Regions from separate parts of the Zea mays genome. Here regions 1, 2 and 3 are each linked to region 4. Evidence: chromatin contacts called from public Hi-C data. All regions are on one chromosome and are shown on one strand. Each heading gives the region's core, a stretch centred on a gene start, on an enhancer-like site or on the middle of the called end of the contact. The rest is flanking DNA. Distances are from core to core; before and after follow the strand shown.

Evidence for each region. A called contact is a pair of places that touch in the nucleus more often than the background predicts.
Region 1: a Hi-C map of ear shows a contact between it and region 4, with 5 times the contacts expected there. The contact joins the promoter of LOC541812 here to the promoter of LOC103634793 in region 4. A contact is called at or near these places in 9 of 25 Hi-C or Micro-C datasets (bundle sheath, ear, leaf and 3 more) and 1 of 3 datasets of contacts at active chromatin or transcription factors (leaf).
Region 2: a contact with region 4 is called in a Hi-C map of tassel, with 2.2 times the contacts expected there. The contact joins the promoter of LOC100284536 here to the promoter of LOC103634793 in region 4. A contact is called at or near these places in 2 of 25 Hi-C or Micro-C datasets (ear and tassel).
Region 3: a contact with region 4 is called in a Hi-C map of bundle sheath, with 3 times the contacts expected there. The contact joins the enhancer-like site here to the promoter of LOC103634793 in region 4. A contact is called at or near these places in 5 of 25 Hi-C or Micro-C datasets (bundle sheath, ear, endosperm and 2 more).

Annotation. Positions count from the first base shown.
Region 1 is chr8:13,008,179-13,014,322 of Zm-B73-REFERENCE-NAM-5.0, forward strand. LOC541812 (chloroplastic group IIB intron splicing facilitator CRS2, chloroplastic) reads left to right here and starts at 2,948. Exons shown (of 9, transcript NM_001111493.2): 1 at 2,948-3,279; 2 at 3,394-3,478; 3 at 5,700-5,767. The coding sequence starts at 3,040. LOC103634796 reads left to right here and starts at 212. Exons shown (of 2, transcript XM_020542735.3): 1 at 212-1,867; 2 at 1,938-2,299. The coding sequence starts at 924. The coding sequence ends at 2,106.
Region 2 is chr8:13,179,235-13,185,174 of Zm-B73-REFERENCE-NAM-5.0, forward strand. LOC100284536 (surfeit locus protein 5) reads left to right here and starts at 3,271. Exons shown (of 4, transcript NM_001157431.2): 1 at 3,271-3,491; 2 at 3,576-3,641; 3 at 5,115-5,349. The coding sequence starts at 3,336. The coding sequence ends at 5,348.
Region 3 is chr8:12,296,940-12,303,398 of Zm-B73-REFERENCE-NAM-5.0, forward strand. No RefSeq gene overlaps it. Among protein-coding and RNA genes, the nearest start is that of LOC107546754, 38 kb to the left of the region's middle. Within about 2 kb of position 2,947, at least 18 of the 20 cell types and tissues checked have an H3K27ac peak or open chromatin away from gene starts, as enhancers often do. A contact at or near this core is called in bundle sheath, ear, endosperm and 2 more, where this site is marked.
Region 4 is chr8:12,725,115-12,731,620 of Zm-B73-REFERENCE-NAM-5.0, forward strand. It overlaps LOC103634793 (protein ABCI7, chloroplastic), which reads left to right and starts at 5,017. Exons shown (of 3, transcript XM_008657384.4): 1 at 5,017-5,967; 2 at 6,355-6,506. The coding sequence starts at 5,119.

The DNA of each region.
Region 1 (6,144 bases), core at 1,698-4,197, 280 kb after region 4:
GCCATCCAGGCCGCGCCTCCGCTGGAGCCCAGACCTCTCCACTGCCACCGCCGGAGCCAAGGCCTCGCCACCGCCGAAGCCCTAGGCCATCCAGGCCGCGCCGCCGCCGTCGCCCGAGCTCAGGCATCGCCACCGCCGCCGACCGAGCTCAGGCCTTGCCACCGCCGTCGCCCGAGCTCAGGCATCGCCACCGCCGCCGACCGAGCCCATCCAGGCCTCCCCGCCGCCCACTACATCCAGGTTATCAATTTAACTGGTGTTTTGCTATGTTGTTTGGCTACCACAACATAGATGCAACACTAGATTCCAATCTAACTGATGATTTACTTTGAGATGCAGTGCATAGGATCAAATTGTCCCCATTTGTAAACATGGATTCCAATTTTAGTGATACTGTGTCAATGTAAGTTCTCTGTCCCTTCTATAGTTTGCAGCTAAGATGTATTAGATCAGTTCTAGCTAACTTCATCTAACTACTAACTTCGTTGCGTTAAAATTTGTTATTAGGCTCGATGGAGAGCCTGAGCTTACTTTAGCTGTTGTTGACCCAATTGTTGCTATTGACGATATTGATTGGAACACACTTCAAATAGTAGAAAGACAAGATGAAGAGGGAAGGCTGGAAGTAATAGATGAGGATCAGTTGTATAATCTCTTAGGCTTGACGGTTGATGAAGAGACTCCTCCTGCAGATGGTATGGGTAATGATGGTGATGCTAGGAGGGTTGATAATGAGGCAGGGAGGGTTGATGGTGAAGCTCCTCATCTTTTGGATGATAGTTTTGGCGCATCGATTCCAGTTGATGATGATGTACCTGAGGAGAGAGTGTTTGTGCACGACCCAGATAAGCCTAGCATGAGTATTGGCACAGTGTATCCTGACATGAAAGAGTTTAGATTGGCTATGCGCCAATTTGCTATAAATGAGGAATTTGAGCTCCACATCGCAAAAACTGACCGAACTAGGTACATTGGGTATTGCAAAGGAGATGGATGTCCTTGGCATATTGTTGAACAAGAGGAGAATTATTGGAGAAAGGCTTAGTGGAAGGATCCTTCCTGCAATAATACATCAATTAAAAGCAAGGACTAGAGGATTAGGACATCTATCTGTTGTCAAGGCTAACTGCTTTTCTACAGAGATTTTGGATAGCAGTAGCACCCATAACAGGAATGTGGTGAAGTCTTATTTGCATCACTGCACTTGTGAGGAATGGCAGCACACAGGTAAACCTTGTCAACATGCTCTTGCTCTAATCACAGCACAACAAACAATAGATGTAAACATGGAAGACTTTGTGCATGAATATTATTCTGTTGAGAGGTTTAGGAAAGCATACTCAAGATTGATTGAGCCACTTCCTGACAGAACACAATGGCCTGAAGTGGACTTGCCATTTGTTGTTGGCGCACCACTGGACAAAAGGTTTGCTGGTAGACAAAGAAAACTTAGGATCAAAAGTTGTTTGGAAGGTGGAGGTGGTGGAAAACCCAAAAAAGATGCAACGGTGGCTGCTGTAAAAGCTGAATGGGGGACAAAGAAACAAATGATCCGGGGAAAAAGAAAGTGCAAAAGATGTGGTGAACTAGGGCACGGAGAAACAAGCTACAAGTGTTCGCTAAATGGAACAAAAAAGAGGAAGAGGAAGCCTCGAAAGAATACCACTAAGTATGGAGAGAATGCCAAACTACCAACAAAAAGGAGAGGCCAAAATGGGGAAGAGACAAATGCTGCTGTAGACCAAACTGCGCAAGAGACAGGTAATGCAGACAGAGATGTGCAAGAGACAAATGCTATCATATCAAGTCCTATCAGACCAAATAGAGAAACAATATTGCAGGATAGCCCTATTAGATTGACTAGAAGGTCAGCACTAGTTGTAAACTTATCTGTGCTGCAGCTAATTGCAACTGCATTCTAACTCAATTTTTTGCAGGGGGCTTGCTATGTTGCTTGGGGAGAGCACAAGTGAGCAAGCTGACTTCAACCTTGGCAGCAACAAAGATTTGAATGTGTCGCCAACAAAGCTTGCAACAATTAAGAATGCAAAGCCTGCAAAAAAAATGACACCAAGGAAGAAGAAGAACCTGACAGCAAGTGAATGAACTTGTTTGAAATGTGTCTGTTTGAACTTGTCTGAAATCAATGTATGAACTGTGTGACTCTTTGTATGAGTCGAATGTGTGTAAAATTTAATATTTTGCTGTCTGAACATCTATGAAACTAGTGAGTCCAAACTGTGAACATCTATGAGGTCATTTGAACTGTGAACTTCTCTGAAATTTCATTTGTTTGGTGTTGTTTGGTGTGCTGAAATTTCTGTGCTGAAAACTTGTTTGAAACCTTAGCTGCTTTCTGTGCTGCATTTTTTTTTGCCGATTCTTGTGCTTCTCTGTACTGTGCGCTAGAAAGCACAAAATATTTTGGACGTGTGCATTTTTTTTGTCAGTTTGTGCTTTATCAGTTTATTCCCGGAAGCAGTACAGAGAATGCCAGTCTGAATGCTTTATCAGTTTATCTGAACCAAGGTTGGAGCAGTTTTGGACGTGTGCAGTCAAACAAGGCGCCAACTTCGTTCGTGTACAGTTAACGCCGTTAAGAGCAAAGGGTAAAATTGTCAGATAAAGCGTTAAGGCTAGCATCCAGGTTGGTGAAGACGATAAAATGGTATTTTGCCTATGAAACGTTGTTTGAAAATGGTGTACTGGCGAAACCCATTGCCATGATGGCATTCAGGAGAAGCCCGCCTTTGATAATGGCGAACGGGCAAATAACTCGTAGTAAACCGCAATCACCGGACCAGCAACACGTCCAGGATTCATAGACGAACGAATAATCTGCCAGCAGTTTAGCCCACAAACAAAAGAGCCCAACTCCAGGCCCATTGTGCGTAAGCGATTCTACTTCTTACAGTTCCAGACCGACCTACTAGGCTACTACCCAAATCCCCTGGCCACTGGCCCCTGCGTTTCCTATCGTTTCGGTTCGGCGCAGGCGCCGCTACCGCCTCCTCTCGACCGCTCGCCTTCCCGTTCGCCATGTCGTTGCTCGCCGCGGCCATTCCCAGCACTTCCTCCCACTTCTCCGCACCCTTCCTCCCCTCATTCCACATGCCCCGCAAGAACCTCACCGCCCCACTCCACCGGATCCGCCGTCCGCGGCCGTTCACCGTCGTCTCCTCCGTCCCAGACCCCGCGGCGGGGCCGGTGGAATACACGCCCTGGCTCATCGCCGGCCTCGGCAACCCAGGCAACAAGTACTACGGCACGCGGCACAATGTTAGAACCGTCGCCACACTTGTTCTTTCGTTTCCCATTTCCCGCAACTTGGACGTGGTAATTCTCACTTCTCGTTCGCCCCCCCCTTGTGCGCGTGCTCGTGTCATTGACTAGGTGGGGTTTGAGATGGTGGATCGCATCGCGGCGGAGGAGGGGATTACGATGAACACAATCCAGTCCAAGTCGCTTCTGGGAATTGGTAACTAAAACCTTTATCACCTGGATTGTGTCTGCTTAGATTCTAGTAGGTTCCTTCTTTATGCTGTGTTCCATCTTTAGTTTCCTTACTGCATAATTTGGGGACTGATGGCGCCCTTGTAAACTGGTAACGGCAGTGTTAGATCTTGGTTTCAGCAGTACACTTTCTAATAAAGCAGGCGAAAGCCTTTGGTCCAATTTTTTTGGGGGGGATTGACAGTGATGAAGGAAACATATGTATTGCAATCATTTTGCCATGCTGGTGTGTATTGCATATTTGTATTGGTATAATTGGACATCAATCTCGGTTGTACTCTTTATGTAGTTGTCAGTCTATTTCAGTTATTGCAGTTCAGCAACCTAAACTTAGATTCGAGCTGGAGTATGGTAGTTGGAGGGATGAATCCCTGGAGATTTCTTCATGTATCTCTACTCAGCCAATCATTAGTTTTGCAAGTTTTATTAGGCTATCTCCGGCAGCTTACCCATCTCCATCCCCATATTCAAACCCCACCCTGCGAAGAATGCACTGTATAGTGCAAAACAGTGTTTTGGGTGACCATATGAGTGAACAGCTGAAGACGGTCTTATTTGATTTCTGTAGAACTTGTTTTGTGTAAGTTTTAGCAAAACAAACTCCCAAGTTATTATTAGTTAGTTAGATCGTATATAATGAACATATTGCTTGGTGAATACTGAAAAGAACAAACTCCAAGTTATTATTAGTTAGTTAGATCGTATATAATGAACATATTGCTTGGTGAATACTGAAAAGTGGTTATCATTTACTTCTTATACTGTCTTCAATATAAGAAACTTGGCATATATTTATGCCCTTTGATGGGACTTTTTTTTGTAAGTAGGCCCAATTTTATGCATGTTCTATACACTCATGAGGATGCTCTCCTTTTAAAATCATGGTGCAATATCAAACTAAAAGTTTATTAAAAATGACAAATAGAAGGTTGGTCCAAGAGAAAACAAGATAACATTTTCCCATGTTCATTGCCATTTGGTTTTCATTATTGTTCTATTCAATCTAGTGAGAAGCCGTGCAGTTCACTTAGTCCTTATTGTACCGCCAAAACCATCGTAGGAAATATCCTGATGTACTGGTTGAAATTTTAAACTTGGTATGTTGATCATCCCATTAGAAAAATACAATATATAATTTTAGGTATGCATAATGGCGTTTGTGTGATGTATTCAAAATGAAATAAAGCTATCTTCATAGATGAACATGCAGTCCTAGAACATTTTATTTTTTGAAGGATAACAATTTGCAGGTTATTTGACTGTAACTTCCACTGTTAGAATATAATATAAGTGAATTGTCCGTCGCTTTCTATCAGCTTAAGCTTTTGTGTTGAACTTGTTTGGTGCATGCAACCTAATATGATATCGGAGCTAGAGGTCACAAGTTCGAATTCTAGCTAGCACAATTAAAATGAAATAACTATTGTTCGCTCCTATTCCACGTCAGAGACCTAAAAGAGGATCGACATGAGCGGGTGTTAGAATATAATATAAGTGAATGTTTGCCGCTTCCTATCAGCTTAAGCTTTTGGGTTGAACTTGGTTGGTATATAAAACTTAATATCCACAATTGATATTGAGCGCTCCTTCCCCAAATATTGACAACCTGCTAGTGCTCCCATCCCAAGCCTGCTCTCGAGCTACGCCGCCACCGGAGCTGCCCGCCGAAGGCTCAGCGGATGGCGAGGAGGGCGGAGGCGAGGCCTATTTCAGCCCTCTCCATGTCTTCTCTCCATTCCTCCCTCTCATTTCTCTATCTCCTCCGCACTGCGACATGCTTCGGGCTTGAAGCTCCATAGCTGGTGTGCCCCCTCCCCCCGCTGCCAAATTCGACCTTCTTTGTGCCGGATCCGGTCCTCTTGCTTCCAGATCTTCATCCTGACAGGCTTTGTGCGTAGCAGCACTCATGCCGCGGCGTCGGTGGCTCTCACGGCACGCGGTGGCACTCTTGCCTCTTGGTGATGCGCCATCATCCTGACAGTTGTCTGTAATTTGTGGTCTGCCACAACATTATGTAAAGGTTTTGTCTCGTTTCCCCTAAAAACGAGGTCGTTGAGGCGTGGCTTAGCCATGTCAGAATCAATGAAATTCAGGTGGGGATTCTCTCCCCCACAGTAAAAAAACCACAATTGTGTATTCATAATATTAATTTGTTTAACCCATCGTTGGGTTGAATTTTAGTGTAGGTTCAATTGGCGAGGTGCCAGTCTTGGTGGTAAAACCGCAATCATACATGAACTACAGTGGAGAGGCAGTGAGTTATTCTTAGTCCTTCTATGTGGCATTATTAGCTTGTGAAATGTAAGGGACAGTGATGTTCTTTTTTTGATAAGGGGGCAATGATATTTTAGTTACTTAAATAAATGTTTCTATGAGAGCTTGGTTACTTGTGGGGATAGTTGCATTCCTTACTTAAACTTGCAATATATTTACATGCATTTCATTCTTGTTTGGTATTTGTAACCTTTGAGAAAGTAGTGGATACAACATGAGCACAATTTTGAACTTGTTTATTTTTTTGGTTTAAGGAGTGGACATTTGATGCCTGTTGATGCAAAATACTGCCTGTTAGGAGTATTAATATGAAGTGCACAACAGGCGAATTGGCTATTTATATCTTCGATCAAAGTT
Region 2 (5,940 bases), core at 2,021-4,520, 450 kb after region 4:
ACGTATCTTCATGTTTCTGATAAAGGTATTTGTATATGCATCGGTGCTACATATGTGAATATAGGTTTTGTTTCAACTCTGAAGTCTCAAGTGATTTTACTGTTTTGTTTTATTTTGCAACAGGTAAGCTTTGTTTTCTTCCATTCAGTTTGTTGTATTGTGTTGATCAAACTAGCCAAGGGCAGAGCCAAATTTGGGGATTCTTCAACTGAAGCCTTGTATATATATAGTTTGCTCAGTCCGGTCTGTATTGCTTTGTCAAGGCTTGTCTCAATTTACCCTAACATTTCAGGGCTGGCCGGTATGAGGTAGATGGGTATGTGTACAGTGCAGCGGAAGAACTCAAAATAATGATTACAGGGAAATGGAACAAGTCACTGAGCTGCCAACCATGTGACCAAGAAGGCGACCCTCTTCCAGGCATGGAGCTGAAGGAGGTTGGTCATACTTCCTTCCACTTTCTGTAACTATGGATAACCTCTGTTTTACACCCACATGAGTGAAAATGTTGGTCACATAGTTGTGGATAGCTGATGTACCGAACCGCTCGTACTTAACTTGCTTGGTGTTTTTCACAACTTGATTTTCGTATATTCGGAGCTAACGTATTGCCTTCTCTACTGTTCATAAACATAAATAAGGTTCCAATGCATATGAGATTTTGACATGCAATCTTGCTTGTTGAATTGATTTACTTCCAGGTTGCATCTCACATGCTATGATCATGTGTTGCAGATAATAAGGTCAATAGGAGATGTGTATATGAAGAAACCAGAATTTAATAGAGAACCTTTGCACAACAAGTTTCGTCTTCAGGAAACTTTTAGGAGACCACTTCTTAGTTCTGATCTAGCAATTACTGTCCACCAAATACAACCAACTGATAAGTTCATCATTTTTGCATCTCATGGACTCTGGGAACATCTTAGTAATCAGGAAGTGGTTGACATGGTCCAAAGTAGCCCGTGTAATGTATGTATTCTTATCTTATGTTCAGTTTCTGTAAATTGGTCTTTTTGAGACTTGGTGCCAAATGTTATTACTAAACATGCAATTATGGTAGTTTAGTGATATTATGACTTTCATTTCTTTTTAGGTAATGAATGTACTTTTGCTTAGGAAATTTGATAATCATATCTGTGCATTTTAGCATGTTCTAAGTTCATTCAAGGTGCTATTTATGGAGTTCTGTGATAGTGTACTAGACTTAGGTGGTTGTATAAAAGCACCTATGTTATTTGAATTCAGAATCGTACCAGTTTAAACATTTTCTTAGTTATAGGCCATTAAGCATTCAAGTCTATAGTATCCAAAATGCAACCGGACCATACATTTCTGATGTGAACCAGTGCTGGTTGTGGTTGGAGAAGCTTGTGCCACAAACCAAACATGTTCATATCGTGGCCGTTTCGGCCATATGTTGGGCCATCTAGAAATCAAGGAATAGAATGTGCTTTGAGAATATTCTAATTAAATCACCTAATGAAATTATCTGCCATGCGAGTGCTCTGATGATTTCATGGGCAGGTTTGAGCAACAGGGAGCTGCAGCTTGCAGGGCTTGATTCAAGAAGGTGCAAAGCTGCTGGTCTGGGCAGCGAGCGTAGTGTTGGATGCTCGTGTTGTCGATCAAGTGGAAGAGGATAATGATGATACAAAGAATTAAAAGTTTGGTATAGTGATCAACTTTCCGATGGAAGCTCGACGAGGATTGTCTACTTCTGGATCTTGGCCGTGTAGCTTTGTTCTGCTTCTCTTGTGATGTTCTTGTCCGAGTATAAGGTCTACAATGGCATAATGCTTGTAACATCTTTTTCTGTGGTAACTTATTTTTTCTCATGCAGTGCATGTGACTTGAAACTTTGTTAAGACATAGTTTGTGAAAGGGAAAAGGATCCAACATTTTCTATAGTCGATTTTGCTATTTGACGTCCATCACAAACGATTATGAACAGAAGCTATGTACTTGTCTGTATTTTGTATATCATAGTGATGCCTGTCGATCTGTATCTATTTTTTACTCCCGTCGCAACGCACGGGCATGTAACTAGTAATGTATATGTCTCTTTTCTACATCATCTTCTGCTGTTGTTCAGTTTTCAGTTATTCATTACAGAGGCGCAGACGGCAGCCATGCTGGAAGACTGCAGAGCTTGGCAGAGCAAACGGAAGATCAAATATTTAGGCCTTGTTCGTTTGTGTCGGATTGCACCTGGAATCGTTCTACTCAATCAAAGTTTATATAAATTAGAAAAGCAATCCGGTTAGGAATCGTTCCGACCCACCGATCCGACAGAAACGAACAAGGTCTTATATGTTTCTTAATTTCTTTGGAGAAATGTACGTATATATTGCTTTTATTTAGATCAGTTACTCATACTTAACTGTGAAATCGCGTATGATGAAACATTGCGTTAGATTGGCTTGGCAAAGTGATTAGCATATTTTGGACATTATTCATATGTTATAATATATGATTTTGACATTAATTTGAAACACACTCGTGGGAGTGTGTTGTTTAGATTGACTTTGAGTTAAGTTGTGGACTTGTGCTCATAGGTTTCATGAATTGTTGTTGTGCATGTGTTGTGTTGGTTGAGGCGAAATGTGGTCAGCGGTAATGACGGAAACTGGTTTTATATAGTAAGGTCTTGTTTATTTATTTCTAGGATTATATAATCCAACTTATGGATTATATAAGCATCTAATGATCTACTTGTGGATTATCGTAATCTAGGCATCTAGATTATATAGTTCACCTTGTAATCTACGATGTTTATTTGCTTTTTAACTTATTTAATTAGATTATATAATTTAAAGTGTAAAAATAGGGCCTAAGTTTATGAAGGACATGAAATAAGGAAATTATGTTTTGGAACTAACAGGGCGTTTGGTTTCTACGGACTAATTTTTAGTCCCTTTATTTTATTCTATTTTAGTTCTTAAATTGCTAAATATAAATATATTTGGCAAGAGACTAAAATAGAATAAAATATAAGATTAAAAATTAGTCCCTAGAAACCAATACGACTTGCATAAAATCAGAAAAGGAAAAAAGATAAAAAAAAGCCGATGGACGATCAGGATAGGCCAGCCCACCAGCAGCCAGCCAGCAACAGGGGCCAGAGCCCAGCTGCCAATGGGCAGCGGCGGCCCAAGGGGACTAGGTTCAGCGGCGGCCCAAGCCGATGGCGTGGGGGTGCGGCCCAGGCGACGCAGGCTCCCAGCAGCGGCGACTCTTTGGCACGGATGCTGGATGCTGCCAATGCCCAATGCCATGCTGGTTGGCGACTCTTTGGCGCAGCGGCAGCCAGGTCGAAGCGGCACCCACCCGCAATGAGCAAAGCAGGCGGCGGCCCCGGCTCGGCCCCGGGCCCGACGGCCGCGGCCGCGGCGGCCGCGGTGCAGAAGCAGAAGTCGCTGCTGCAGAAGGCGGACGCCGACGTCTCCAGCCTCGTCGACAATTTCTCCTCCCTCATCAACATCGCCCGAGTATGTCCGTGCGCCTCCGTTCACCCTCGAATCTGGCAGCCTGAAGCACTCCGCACTAACCCTAGCTCGGAATGCCATGGTTAGGTCAACGATCCGCCAGTGCGCAACTCGCAGGAGGCCTTCCAGATGGAGATGCGCGCCGCCCGCATGGTATGGACCTACTCGCTGCCCACCGATCGTTAGCGGATTTGGTTCTGAAACTGTGTTTGAATCAGACATCCCTAGTTAGTTATTTCCTAGATACAATGATACATTAGCAAAATTTTGGAGCGAGGATATTTTACACCCAAAAAAAACATGTACCATGGTTTCGAAGCCGTTTTGGTATAGAACATCGTGATTGTTATGCCTTTGCAGTGCCCAAAATTGGGGTTAGAGGAGAGATAAGTAATTGCATGGTCTGATTCTTATAAACGCAACAGATTATTGCTTTCTCGTTTGTCTGGAAATAATAATTTTGCTTTACTTTTGTGATGCTGCTGGGGCATGGGAATCTAGAAGGCTGCACAGTTGTTCCAAGTGTACTATACTATAAAAGCAATGCATGAGCTTCTTCCAGGTCTTAAGTTATGACAAGCTCAACTTGGCTCCAATCTAGTTAATTTACAGGACAAGGAGGAGTTGGATTCAGCCAACTGTTCTTTTTGTCACTGTCATCAGTTTATATCATGTACAACATATAAGCTGTTGGGTGATATACTCTTATTATAGCTTGACTGCTTGAGATAGGCATGCTATAGAATCATAAAGGATATGCTTCCTCGGATCGGTGAAATATTAGTCCTTCTAGGTCTGTCCTAAGTCAAACTCTTTTGCCTTTGACCTTCAGTATCTGAAGTTTTGTATAGATTGAGAACGCAAGTTTCACATGACTAGACGCATTATAAAAACTGAAAAGTAACTTTATGATATGTATAACTCTCTTATATTTAAGCTTATATAGTAATATATCGGTATAAATATTGCTGCTCAAAGTTAAAAAAAAGTCTGATCAGCGGAAGTAATATACTAAGATGCATGTCTGTCTGTAATATTAAATTGGATACTCTATGGTGATGTGAAAGTGGAAGTGCAAAATGTGATACTGTTATAGGTGTTACCTGACATGGGGATGTGGTAACACCCAAATGAAAATGAAGGAGCTAGATTAACGAGGATACTATTGAAACAAGTACCACTTGGCTAGAAGCAAGATCTGATTATGTATAACTGGAGAAGTGTAGATGTACATAGCACTATCTCAGAAAGATAAACCTGGTCTGGGGCGTGAGAACCTGGAATTCATTTAAAGGCATGCATTTAGAAATTAGAACCAATGTTCCATGATAGACAGTAGACACAGCTTATAGACATGACAAGAAGAGATGATTACCTTAGAATTGATCCTATTTAGGGCTCTATAGGCATCGTCGTAATGGAAGACAGGTGAATTACTGTTTGCCCCCTTCCATATGCTATAGAGGAACGTGATGTTTAATGTTTTGCTTAATTGTGTATGACATATGCAGTCAGTTATTTACCTAAAGCAGAACTCTAGACTATGGTGAAAATGTCAAGAAGAATCATGTATCAACTCTTGAACTTGAAATTTCTGATATTCCCTTATGTCTTTATTCTGTTTAGGTACATTCAGCAGACTCTCTGTTGAAATTAGTGTCGGAACTTAAGAGGACAGCCATCTTTTCTGGGCTTGCTTCATTGAATGAGAATGTGGATAGGAGGATCGAAGTGCTGGGTCAGCAAGCTGAGGGAACTGAGAGAATGCTGGAGAGGATTGGGCAGGAGGCAGCAGCAAGCCTCAAGGAGCTAGAGGCACACTACTACTCATCTGTTGTGCGGTCACCATCCTATGATTGAGGTTAATCTTATCATTCCAGGATAAAATTGCTTGCCTTTATTTACAATATGCACTCGATTCACATATGGTTTAACAGATTGTTTGTTCTATCATTGGAGTATCACTAAGTTGTAGCAGTGTTAATGTTCAGTGGAATGATTTAACCTCAGTGCTAGCTGTATCTTGCTGTTCATAAGGTTATATATCAGTTTGGTTGTTTATCCACTATAATTTTTCTTTATTTGTTAATAGCTTTATGGGTAAATAGTTTATGAAGGAGGAGATAGAATCATAGGAAAAGAAATTTCTAATTCAGATTAGAAGGAAAAAGGAATGGAGTAAAATTTCTAATACAGATTAGAACGAAAAAGGAATGGAAGTGTTGTGGTATGATTTTGAGTACTCCAATAAAGGAAGGAGGGAGGCTCGAGAGATTTTTTTTTTGGATATGTTCATTGCAAATATATCAGCAATAGAATCAATTTAATTCTGGTTTGCAATAAACGAGTGGGGTATCTCAAATAGGGATGAGCTGCTAGGCTATGTCAAATAATAATGTATTCAATGGTTCAAAAAAACTAAGGGATGGATGAAATTATACAAGGAATCCTG
Region 3 (6,459 bases), core at 1,697-4,196, 430 kb before region 4:
TAAACGCACAAAAGCCAAACTGAACCCATCGTTCGGAGTGTACTCCTGTGTATATGGAGTTTGCCAGAAATCGTTGAGGAGTAACCATATTGGTTTGAATGCTTCTACCTGATGTAGATGTGGATATACCCGGGATTAATATCATATCCACATTTGACTTATTGGCATTTGATCTATTCTCGGGGACGCCTGCGAATATGATTTATTGGCCTTAGTCAAAGCATATGTTCTGATTGCAGATTCACGTGGTCTGTAATAACTCTCCTCCGATGAACTCGCCCTGCGGGTGATTTGCCTCACGAAGAGGTTCATCTTGATGATGAAGTTCCTAGCAATGCGCGCAATATCATTGTGCTGGGAATATGGAACAATGAATCTTTCGTTTTGGGAAATAACAGAGATCATTATTAAATGTGGGAGACAAATATGTCGACACCTATCTCGCCCCTCTAGATTGCAAATGGATCCAAAACAAAGTCCTAGGCATGAGTTCTTTAAGCTCTCTTATCGGGTCATTGATAAATGCAATCGAGGCCGAACCAATAATCGCAAATTGAAAGTCACGAGCTTGAAGTTCGGACATTATGGGCACTATTGAAATAATGTGTGGTGAATGCGATGGTTCAAGTGGTCTTGTGAGAGACCCATCCCACATATGTGTTGAATAAACACTGTTCCACTATGTAATATATCTGGCAAATGGCATGATTAAAATATGCAGTTAATAGGATTCTGAAGATCCTCATGAGATCCTACAAGGACTCATATCTTTGAATTATAAATATGCAACATATAAATCTCGTACTAGATAATACATTCCTGATGAATGATCACTCTCCTATGTAGAGAGAATATCTCCTAGATGAGATTATAGTTCCTTGATGGAACCTTTCTAGAAGAAATAAAGTCTGTGTTAAACACCAAAGTTTGATAATCCGTATAAAGGGATAAAGACCCATACAGACCCGAAAAGGAATAAGATGAGGTACCAAAGGACTTGAGGTTCACCGAATAAGCACATGTGCATCCCATGAGTTTTTACTCATGGCAATTTCCACTAGATGTGGAATTACAGTATCCTCTAAAGCCTTGATGGCAGAAACCTATAAGGTTTAGGTGTTACTGGCAAAATATCCCCATTGTGCCAGAATGACAGACTATAACGATGTATCTGATCGATGAAAAATCCCTGACGGATTATGATCTTTGATGGACTTTTGTTACACCATCATAGATGTTGCAATGGATGAAGGCCTCGAGCGATGTGTCATATTTAGAATATGTACTATTGCAACTATATTATCCCCTAAGTCCTATTGAAGGACATGTTATTTGCTTTGCACAACTATGTATAAATTGTGGTGTAAGATAGAAAATGATAGCACCCCAACCTCATCCATTCTCGTTATTCCAGGTGAACAATGAGACATATAACTTGAAGAATATGCTTGAGTTATGAGGGATAACGACTTTGACATATGTCATCTTCAGGGGGAGCAAATGCTTATATTGATCACAACCGTGAGACAATAAATGTCATATTCTATGCCCTGAAGGCGTGAGCTTGATGATCAATATGTGAACCTTTATGGAACTTTCTATCAAATTTATAGATCTACTCGATCGAACACCATAAGTCAAAGTGGCTTATTTATATTGATACGTGCACTTACCTCGTATATCCTAGAAGTGTGTAGAGGTAAAGTTCCTGAAATAGTCCTTGCAAGGATATGCAATCCGTTTGCTAAATCTTTATGTTCATATACTTCTAGAAGAAGATGTTTTGCCTTATTGATACAGTTTTACAAGGATCAGGGGGAGCACATTTCTAAAGTTAGCCCTTGTAGAAGATTTGATAGAATCTAGATCCTAGAGGATCGAAATCTGTCACGATGACAGTTGTTGTACTCTTTTTCCCTTGGTGAGTTTTCTTGAAGTTTCTCACATGAGGTTTTTAATGAGGCAACAACGTGCAAATGAAATTTGTATCACCATGCACTCTTTCTCCATATTTTTTTTCCCACTGGGTTTTTCTTGGAGTTTTAACGAGGCATGTGTTGGTCGCGGTATTCGCCCAAGGGGGAGTGTTAAGTAACCCTAGTTAGGGTTATGTGGGCAAATACCTGCTTTGCCTCTGAGGGGTCTCACATCTCTATATAAAGAACATGTACACCCCCTCATAATACAGAGATCAGAAAGAGATCAGAAAGAGGCCTGAGGCCCAACCTTATATCCAGTGTCTCGTGTGTTTCCTCTGTCGTGCTTATGGGAAGGGAGACGGGTTCTCTACATCTTCTTACGCCTCTACTGCTGACGGGAGGGAAGGGAGCGGATCTGGTGATCCGTGGTAATGTAGTTCTCAACACGTACTTGCCGGCGGGGAAATTAACAAGCCACCGACGTGTTGACCACACATACGCGGGGGCCGGATGGCTGGCGAGTGCTGGGTCCAGGCCAGGCCAGGCCAGGCCGCTCGCATACGGTCTGAAGCCCACCGGAGTAACAAGATTAGGGCCCACGGTAGTAGCAGTTTTTTGCAAGCCGTCATCAATTATACCCACTGGGCCGATGTGTGTGAACGAGAAAAAGCGGCCATCCAGACCAGACCAGACCTTTGGTTTTCCAAACCGGCACCGTAGTGGTGGACACACTGGACGCAGACGGATGCCCGCAAATTGCATGGCGTGATCCGTGTATGTAAAACACAACGCACGCACAAGCAAAAAAAAGAGGACGCCGTCGAGGCAAAAGGCGTCTTGTTCCGATCCAAGCAGGCAGCAGTGCAGTTGCGCCCATCGGCTGCAGTTTGGACCACCAGTGCCACCACGCGCGGCACGTTTTGGGGTTGGGTGTCTGCTGGAGGCGCCTACAGGCAACAACACAACAGCGTCGCTGTCACCTCGTGTGATTTGGCGCCCGCCACATTCCCTCCCCGGCCGTGTCGTACAGGGAAGGAGGCTTTGTTCGGCTTGCCGGCCCGCTTGGCTCCTGACACTGACTTCCTGTGCCTGTGCCTGTGCCTGTGCCGACGATGATTCCCCGTCCCTCCCTCCGCTCCAGCTTTTCGTCGCAACTTGTTGTCTGGATCTATACATGTCCATCCGGACCGGGCCGACTGGGCTACCCGTGGCACGGCACGAAATTGGCCCGTCACGGGCACGGCACGGCCCGGAACAAAATGGGCTCGGGCCAGCCCGGCACGCCAGCCGTGCCGTGCTTGGGCTGATGTAGTAGCCCGTGTGCCAGCACGAGCCTGGTCCGGATATTGGCTAGGCACGGCACCGGCCCGAGACAACATAACCCTAGCCGCCTGCCGCCCAAATCTCAATCCCCCACTCACTCGCTCTGGCACACGGCCGCCACTCTCCCAGTCTCCCTCGGTCTCTCTCCTTCTCTTGGCGACTGGCGACTAAACCAGTAAACCCTAGCCCCAGTCCCGCCGCTCGCCGACCACCGCTTGTTCGGCTTTGTTCGGCTTTGTTCGGCTTGTTCTCTTGGCGCCCGCCACATTCCCTCCCCGGCCGTGTCGTACATGCAACATCTTTGTTCGGCTTGCCGGCCCGCTTGCCTCCTGACACTGACTTCCTGTGCCTGTACCGACGATGATTCCCCCCGCTCCAGCTTTTCGTCGCAACTTGTTGTCTGTATTAAGTAACCCTAGTTAGGGTTATGTGAGCAAATACCTGCTTTGCCCTGAGGGGTCTCACATCTCTATATATGGAACATGTACACCCCCTCATAATACAGATCAGAAATAGGCCAGAGGCCCAACCCTATATCCTGTGTCTCATGTGTTTTCTCTGTCGTGTTTATGGGAAGGGAGACGGGTCCTCTACAGCTTCTTGCGCCTCTACTGCTGACAGGAGAAAAGGGAGCGGATCTGGTGATCCGTGGTAACGTAGTTCTCAATACGTTATCAGCACGCTCTACCTCGACGTTGCTGTGGATCAGATCTGCATCAACTCTTCATCAAGCCGGCAGGTCCTCCGGCCTAGCCGAACTGTCCTACGCGACAGGCTTCGATTCTCCCTCTACACAATCGAACGGTATGTTTACTGTTCTTGACTGCTGCTGTGCACGGGCTACGAATTATGTGCGATGATCTTTCCATCGCTGTCATGGTGTAATGCGCCTAAGCCACGGCAAGAAAACATGTAGCGGTGGTGGTCGTCCCTACGAATGGATCCCGCCCGCGCGTACAGCAGCCACCGCTCTGCGGCGCCTGAGCTGACGGCGCAGCTGCCTGCAGCGACCGAGTCTGCATGCACGTGCCCCTATAGCGGCATGCAACAGAAAAGGGTAGTTAGTTTCAGACGCCAGGATTAAGCGCGAGTCATGGTTGCATGCAACTCGGTCAAAACGGCTAAGCAGATGGCGAGTCATGGTTGCATGCAAGGGCCATGCATGCATGCAACTCGGTCAAATTAAAACAGCTACGCAGTTGGCGAGTCCTCCCCTGGCGAGTGGCGAATCAACAGACATTAATTCTCATAAATTCCTGTTGAATTAATCAACTTTAGTATTTTTTGCATGCTCTATATTATTTATACTATTTATTTCCTGATGCAAATAGCAATAAGAATAAAGCATGTTTAAAGTTACAGTTTATACATTAATTAATTATTTCCTGCAGTAAATAATTAGTAGAAAAAATACATGCTTTAAAATAAGGAAATACCTTTTACGCTCAATGTGCTTATGTTCATGTATTAATTTTAGTATTATTTTTTTGCTTTATTTCCAGTAGTAAATAGCAGAAAATTATTTGAAATACATGTGAACGTTAGGTTGCGCATTTTTATGTCGCTCTAAATCTCTACTACTTATTAAGTTAGCAATAGTAGCCTGCCTTTTTGTGTTCTGCTATTCTGCGATCTCACCAGTTTTCCGCGCGCAGAAAAAAAAATCAAACCGTGGCTGACTAGGGATCGAACCTTGGATCTATTGAGTAGAATGCCTAGCCTTCCACCCTCTAGCCAACATGACTCATGTTGAATTGTGTACAACTTCAACTAAAACGTCTTTTGTGTTTAACCCACCGTCCACTCTGTATGTTCACTGAGTCTAGAAAAACATTTATAGCTTGGCCCCTGATCTTTCTGGAATTTGGGACGCAGTCCAGAAAATAAAGAAAATAGGGAAAAGGAGTTTAGAAATTGATTTTTAGTTTAAAAATAATTGCAGAAACCCATTTAATTCATGGAAATTTCATATTAAATCCAAATGAGTTCATTCCAATTTCTATAATTCTATAATATTATTTTTATCACATAATACCTCTGTTTTGTCATAAAAACAACAATAAAATTGATTTCCTAATTAATCCTATATCAAATACATAGAAACTTTGGAAATTTGTAACTTCCCCATTTTAATTCCAAATTGAATCGTTCCAGTTGTGTTAGTCTCGTATGAATATTTACTACGCAGGAACAACATTGATTATACCATGTTTCATACTTTTATAATTAGATATTTATTTATCCTATGTTAATTGGGTTAATCTATGTCTATTGGATTAATTTATTCTAACTTACCTTTTTGTTAGTCTCGTATGATACTTTAATATAGTATTCTAACTTTGTGGTTATACGATGTTTAACCATTAGTCTTGCAAACACACACTTACCTTTTTGTTTAAGCAAAAGCGTATGGTGGTACGTGTCCAATGACTAACGATGTACGAGAGAATTTCTTCGGGTATGTGTGAAACGTGCTCTCCAATAATGAGACCATACAAATCGTGATATATATCAAAGTCTGCATGATACTGATGGTTGCAATGTAGTGGTGAAACAGATAGATTATAAATAACAAAAATTATGTATGGCCAGAATCACAAATTGATTATGAAACATTTTCTCATAACGGTATAACACATATTTTGTATATAAGTTATCGTAGTATACTGGTATTATATATTCCCGTTGCAACGCACGGGCATTCAGCTATCATGTATAGAAGTCTGCACGGTACTGTTGGTTGCAATGTAGTGATGAAATAGTTAGATTGAAATAACAAAATTTATATATGGCTAGGATCACAAATTAATTATGAAACATTTTCACATAACAGTATAACACACATTTGTTCATAAGTTATCATGATATTAAATGTTTCCGTTGCAACGCACGGGCACCCACCTATATGTGTTTATGTCTACATCTATGACAGGAAACACATCTACTACATCTCTCTCCAAGCTCACTTGCTACCATTGCACAATGCGTAGTAGTAGATAAGTATCACCGATATTCTTGAATTATATTTTTGGATGGAGGTAATATTATTTAAAGAAGAGCTTTGCATGCTATTTCTTTTGTTTGAATAATGCATTACACTTAAATTCCCTTTTTTGCATATGTGAAATTTTTTCTTCGTAATATTTTTCCATGGATCAAACTTGTGAGTCATTTTCATAAACCAACGCCAAGCATGAATCCATGTTTCCTACTTCAA
Region 4 (6,506 bases), core at 3,767-6,266:
CTACTTGCTTCGCTATAATATAAATATAGTATATAACTATCTCTCTCATATTATTTAGGATAATATACAAATATATTACATATATAAATATACGAAATTAATTAGTTTTGTCTAAATTATAATTATTAAAATAGAATTCAATTCCAATGAAACAAACGAAGCATAACAGAAAAAGCGAATAACGGAGAAGGGGACAATTGATGGTAATATAATTCCACACAAGACTATCTGACTATGGAGAGGAGGTAAAACAGAGAGAAGAATAGTTGAGCAGGAGATATATTTAAATATAAATAGAAAGTACGAATAGTTGTGCGCCGCAATGCAGAATGATTTGGCCTTGCACCGATGCCAGCAGCAACATTGTGCAGCCAGAAAGGAATGTCGTCTCACTACTGGTACTGGCTGCTGGTGTAGTATAAAAATTCAGGTGGCTCTGGCTGATATTGCTTGCCCAGTAGCTAGGCCGGTACATCCACCACCTTGCTAAGTTGCTAGCATTCTGAATTGGCAATCAGGGACGGAGCGGCCGTTATGGCGAAGTATAGCCTACGCCATACCTCAGTCCGACCCATTAGATGAGTAAAACCTAATTTCTCTAGTGGTCGGGCCCATCACCGGATCCACCCCGCGCACCAGGTCGCCAAGCTTCTGCGGCCGTCTCCCTACTTCGTGGCCGCCGACAGCTATCTCCTACAAACACCAATTGTCCAGCTTCTCGACGACGTGCCAGCGCTAGTCAGCCGCTAGCTCCGTGCTCGGCACGCTGCAGCCCGCCAGCCTCGAGCAGTCATGCACAGCGTACAGCTCCTGTCGCCGGCTACCGGAGCTCATCCGTTGGACCGCACCTCGCCGCGACCCTCCCCCTGGCTTCCCGAGCTCATCCATGGCCCGTGGCCGGTTGGCGGCTGCCCGAGCTCGATTGCGCCTCGCAGGTAGCAGCCTCGGTGCCTCCTCCACGTGGCCTCCTATTGAAGCAGTGAGGTTGTGTGCCTGTATGTATTAGAGTTTGAGATTTTTAGAGGAAGTCGCCACTGTCCACTGCCATTGTTGGAAAATAAACACTTCATCCGTGTGATGTACGTGAGTGCGTAGCGCGTAGAGTGTTTAGGTGCAGCTCGTGTATGTATGTCATCTGCGGCATGGCAAGAAGGCCGGACGTGGAGACGTGCTCCTGGCAGTCCGTGGCCTATATGTAGCCCCTATACTCTTCTGTATTCGTTGCCAGACCCAGTGAATAAAAGTGCCAAGAAACAGGCGTTCGTCGCCGAAGAAAACTACTGCTCATATTCTTTGCATCTGTGAGTGAGCGAGGTAGGGAGAGTGTCCTTGGGTAGGGGTCGGTTCCAACATTTGGTACCAGAGCTAGGATGGAGACGCCGCTGGCAAAGGATGGCCTCAACATGTTCGACGGCATGGGCTCGACGAGTGCCGCGATGGAGCGCGTCATCAACAGCAGCTCCTTTGAGCTCCCATTGCTGACCAAGGCGAATTACCACGAGTGGGCGTTGGTTATGAAGGTCTCGCTAGAGGCGATGGAACTGTGGGACGCGATGGAGACCGTGTGCAAGGAGCGTCCCAAGGATCGGCGGGCAATGGCCGCCATCCTGCGCGCAGTGCCGCCGAAGATGAAGGCGGGGCTCGCCATGAAGAAGAAGACGAAAGAAGCGTGGGAGGCGGTGAGGTCGATGAGGATCGGCGATGACCGGGTGAAGGTCGTGAGCGTGCAACGCTTGTGGAAAGAGTACGAGAACGTCGGCTTTCGCGATGGTGAGAGCGTCGGTGACTTCGCGTTGCGGATCAACGGCCTCGTCGCAAGCCTTCGAGAGATGGGCGAGACGCTGGAGGACCACCGCGTCGTCCCCAAGCGTCTCAAGCAAGTGGCCGTGGCGATTGAGATGCTCACCGACCTCAACACGACGACGATTGAAGAGCTTGTCGGTCGACTCCGCGTGGCGGAGGACGCAGACAACGACGACGCAAAGCAGGCTATTGTGGAGGGCGTTGAACAACTGCTGCTCACGGAGGAGCAGTGGGAGGCACGTCGTCGACAACGCGGGAAGGAGCATGCACGCGGCGGAAATGGGCGTCGCGGGAATGGCGGCGGTAATGACCATGACAATAGTGACGACGACACCAGCAGCACACTCTCGAGCATGAGCAGGCGCGGCAAAAGACACTATCGCGGGCGCTGCTTCGAGTGCGGCGAGCGGGGGCACATGGCGCGTGACTGTCGCGCGAAGAAGAAAGAGAAGGCACTCCTTGTCAATGTGGAGGACGAGCCGACGTTGCTGTAATGGCGGAACACGACTTGTCGTGTTTAGGGGGAGTTTGTTGGAAAATAAACACATCATGTGTGTGATGTACGTGAGTGCGTAACGCGTAGAGTGTTTAGGTGCAGCTCGTGTATGTACGTGTGTGTCACATACGGGTCTCTAGGAGGTGTACTGGTGTGCGTGGTGCCGATCTGCATGTAGGATGCCGAGTCTCCAGGTGAGTGGGTGGCTCACGGAGGTGTTGAGCGGGTCATGCGGCATGGCAAGAAGGCCGAACGTGGAGACATGCTCCTGGCAGTCTGTGGCCTATATGTAGCTCCTATACTCTTCTGTATTCGTTGCCAGACCCAGTGAATAAAAGTGCCAAGAAACAGGCGTTCGTCGTCGGAGAAAACTACTGCTCATCTTCTTTGCATCTGTGAGTGAGCGAGGTAGGGAGAGTGTCCTTGGGTAGGGGCCGGTTCCAACCGCCATACCTTATTTTTGGACGTGCTCCGTCACTGTTGGCAATCGCCGAAGACAAGCTCGGCTACCTAGGGCCGGCACGGCAAGTACAATCTTGCAATAGCATTTTGAATTGACGATTGACCCTGAACTGACTCCAGCAGCAACCTGTAAATGGTCCTGTACTCTAAATGTAGGGGACGGTCAGGTCCTTTATCCCTCCAACAAGAGACTCTAAAAGGTCCCCTAAAATTTAGAGGATGGCATGCGTGCGCTATCTATAGAGGGTGCTCTATACACTATACATGTGTGTCAGATCCTTTTTGTGTCTGTATGCTCACGTGGTGATGAATAGTAAAAAATAATATAGAATGTCAAATCCAGTACACTGTTGATATAGAGGATGGAATTTAGGGGATATTGTTGGAGATGAAGAAGATATAGAGTACATAATTTTTTAGAAAGTGTTGTAAAGGACAAAAAATATACCTTTAGGAGATAAAATTTAGGGAAGGAGACAGCGTGAAGACAAGACAGGCTCCGCTAGCTAGGGCCGTCACCATGCGGTAGCGGTACAAGAATAGTTGGGGGCATCTGGAGCAGCGTGCATGCCATCAGCTCATCATGCATGATCTTGATCTGAAGAGGCCAGCAGATGGTTGGTCTTGGTCGTGTGGTGCAGTCGTTAGGATCCTAGCTAGACAGACTGTTCCTCCTCTCAGTGTTGCTTCTGTTTGTGCGTGCGTGCTCTGTCGTTACGGGGCCAGGTTCCTGAATCCGTGTGCGGTGGCACTTGGTACCTTGTGCACCATCTTTCGGCGCCGCTGTTCCACTTCTCACGTACTTAAGGATTAAGGTAGGGGGCCTGCGGACCGAGCAGGGATGTAATAGGATCAGATAATATTACTCGTACCATATTTATTTTTATATTTTTCTATTTAGATTCAGATCGGATACGGATATTATCATATTGTGTCGTATAAGATTTGAATGGATATCGACGTCTTTGAGTATTCAGATACGGATTGGATACTAAATACCCGGAATCAGATACAGATCGGATCGCAACCCTTTTAGACAGATCGAATTCGAATACAGACGGATAATATTCCTACAATTTACACCCCTGCAGCGAGAAGTCTTCGTTCCAGAGTCCAACACCAAGCCTACCTAGGTGTGATCAGTTACAATGTGTGATGTGTCATTGGATTGGATATCTCTTTCGGTAACAATAGTGTATACCAGTTCTGTAACCGATGTGGATGTTGGTGTGAGTAATCCTCAAAGCGCGAGTCAATGCAACACTAACCATGTTCTGGTGAACAGGCTGGAGTGCCCAGGTCCCACTCCCAGGAGAACCTGTCAAGGGCGTACCCTGCAACGTTTATCGGACATCGAGCAGTACAGCATCGCAGCGTTCAGCTTCAGCACCTGCGACGTGAAAATTCCATCTTTAAAGGCTAGTTTCCCTTAAAAATGAAAATCATTTGATAAAATGTGGTTTCTAAACTAGCCATAGGAACTCTATTTTAGCGAAGGGTTCCTATTTTCCTAAAAGAAAATAAAATATTTTTTTATAAAATAGAAATCCTTTAGGCCTTGTTCGTTTACGTCGGATTGCACCCGGAATCGTTCCAACCAATCAAAGTCTATATAAATTAGAGAAGCAATCCGGCTAGAAATCGTTCTGACCCATTAATCCGACACAAACGAACAAGGCCTTAGAAAAATGAGGTTTCCAAATTATACCTAGGTGAGCAAACAAATTCAAATGAAAAACAGCAACAGAGGTACAGTAGCATAAGGTCCGATTGGTTGCCAGTAGCCTTAGCGTCTGACTCACGCAATCCTGTATCGATTGATACGGACATTTCTTACTTCCTCGCACATACAGGCTAATAAGCGTATAAAGGTCTAGCCTGCACCTGCGCGTGCAGGCTCAGACGCTACGGTCAACGTATGCGCGGGGCCTGCACGCAGGAGTTCGGCCAACCAATCATGCAGATAATGTTTATGCCGGGATCCATGACGTTACGTTTGGGTGAGATACATTATACAGTTGCCGATGCAATCGACGGCCCGCGCAACCGGAAGGGCGTCGCCGGCGAAGCCCCCGACGGCCGCGCCGACGCCCGTGGGGACGATTAGAACGGACGTGTATGGTCTCCTGATTCCTGAAGCACGCGGCCCGCGTATCGGCGGACGGAGAGAAAGAGAGGGCCCGGGTGCACCTAAAACGGCCCATATTTTGTATTTTTGTATTAGTAGGCCGGGCCGTCAGTTCTCGTTCCGAGTCCCACCTGTCAGATCTCGGATTTACCGATCCCCACGGCCACGAGGGCCCTCCGCAGTCCGCACCGCAGCCACTGGGCAGACGAGGAGAAGCTTCGCGGACGCCATGTCCTCGCCGTCGCCGCTGTGCGCCGCCTCCTGCTCCACCGCTCTCCGCGCGCCGCCGCCGCCTCTCCTTCGCTTCCGCCGCTCTTATGCTCCGGTAGCCGCCTCCGTGCCGCGCACGGCGCCTGCCGTCTCCGATGACCTCGTCCTACGCATCGCCGAACAGCTGGAGGACTCGGTGACCTCCACCTCCCCGCTCCTGGACCCCCTCCGCTCCGCCTCTGCGCTCTCCCTCCTCTCCACACGCTGGCCCACTCGCCGTTCCAGCGAGGCCTTCCGCTTCACTGACATCTCCTACCTCCGCTCCCTCCCCATCTCCCTCCCGTCCAGGGAGCCCGACCTCAAGCTGCCGTCCTCCCCTTTCTCTTCCCACGTGCTCTTTTCGGATGGAATCCTCGTCTCTTCCTCTGGTGCCCATGTCAGCGCCCTCGCCGATCTTCCCCCTGGCCGCGCCCGGGACCGCGCCGCCGCCGCGCTCGCGGCCGCCGCTGAATTCGCCCACAAGGACCTCTTCTATGACTTCAACGCCGTTGGGGCGAGGGACGTTGTTGTCGTGCACGTGCCTGAGGGGGTCAAGGTGGCCGACGACCCAATACACATCATGTTCGCCTATACCAATAGCTTCGCTGAGAGTATGCTGATGTCAAATCCAAGGGTTCTAGTTGTGGCCGAGAAGTCAGCAGAGGTGGCTATAGTGGAGGAGCATTTTGGGGCTGGAGAAGAAGGTGGTTGCTATTGGGCCAATCCAGTGGCAGAGATTATAATTGACGAGGGCGCAAGAGTGGTTCATTCATACGTGCAACATCAATCATTTGCTGCAGCACATACTAAATGGACAGTCGTCCAGCAGGTAAGTCTTGATTTTAGATAAATGTTGGAAGATACCTGTAATTGTACTTATGAATGTAATGTTTGAGTGTTATATACTCTTGAAATGGGTTAGGATAGTGATGATAAGAGAACCCAACTCAGATCAAACTATGGGAGAGAGATGTTGGAGTTACTCAGATTGGTTCTGAGCTGGGGGCATTTGTCATTCCAAGATCTCATTGTTTGATCTACCTCATGAGTTATGACTCAAGATAGTTGCCTCCGTTTGTTATTGTTAATAGTCATTGTGGGTGTTGGGGAGTCATGCCTGTTCTAGTTGGTTTGGGTTGGGATTGATCAGTGAAGCTTAGTTGAACAGGGAAAATCAGTCTTATTTGTTGTGAAACTTTTTTTTTCTCTTTTTCAGGATACAACTAGTAAGTATGAGTTTGTTGAGGTCAGCACTGGAGCAAAATTGAACAGACACAATCTCCATATCGAGCAATTAGGTCCTGAGACAGAGACAGAACTATCAACACTTCACTTAACGTCTCAGAATAAGCAGATACATGATCTGCA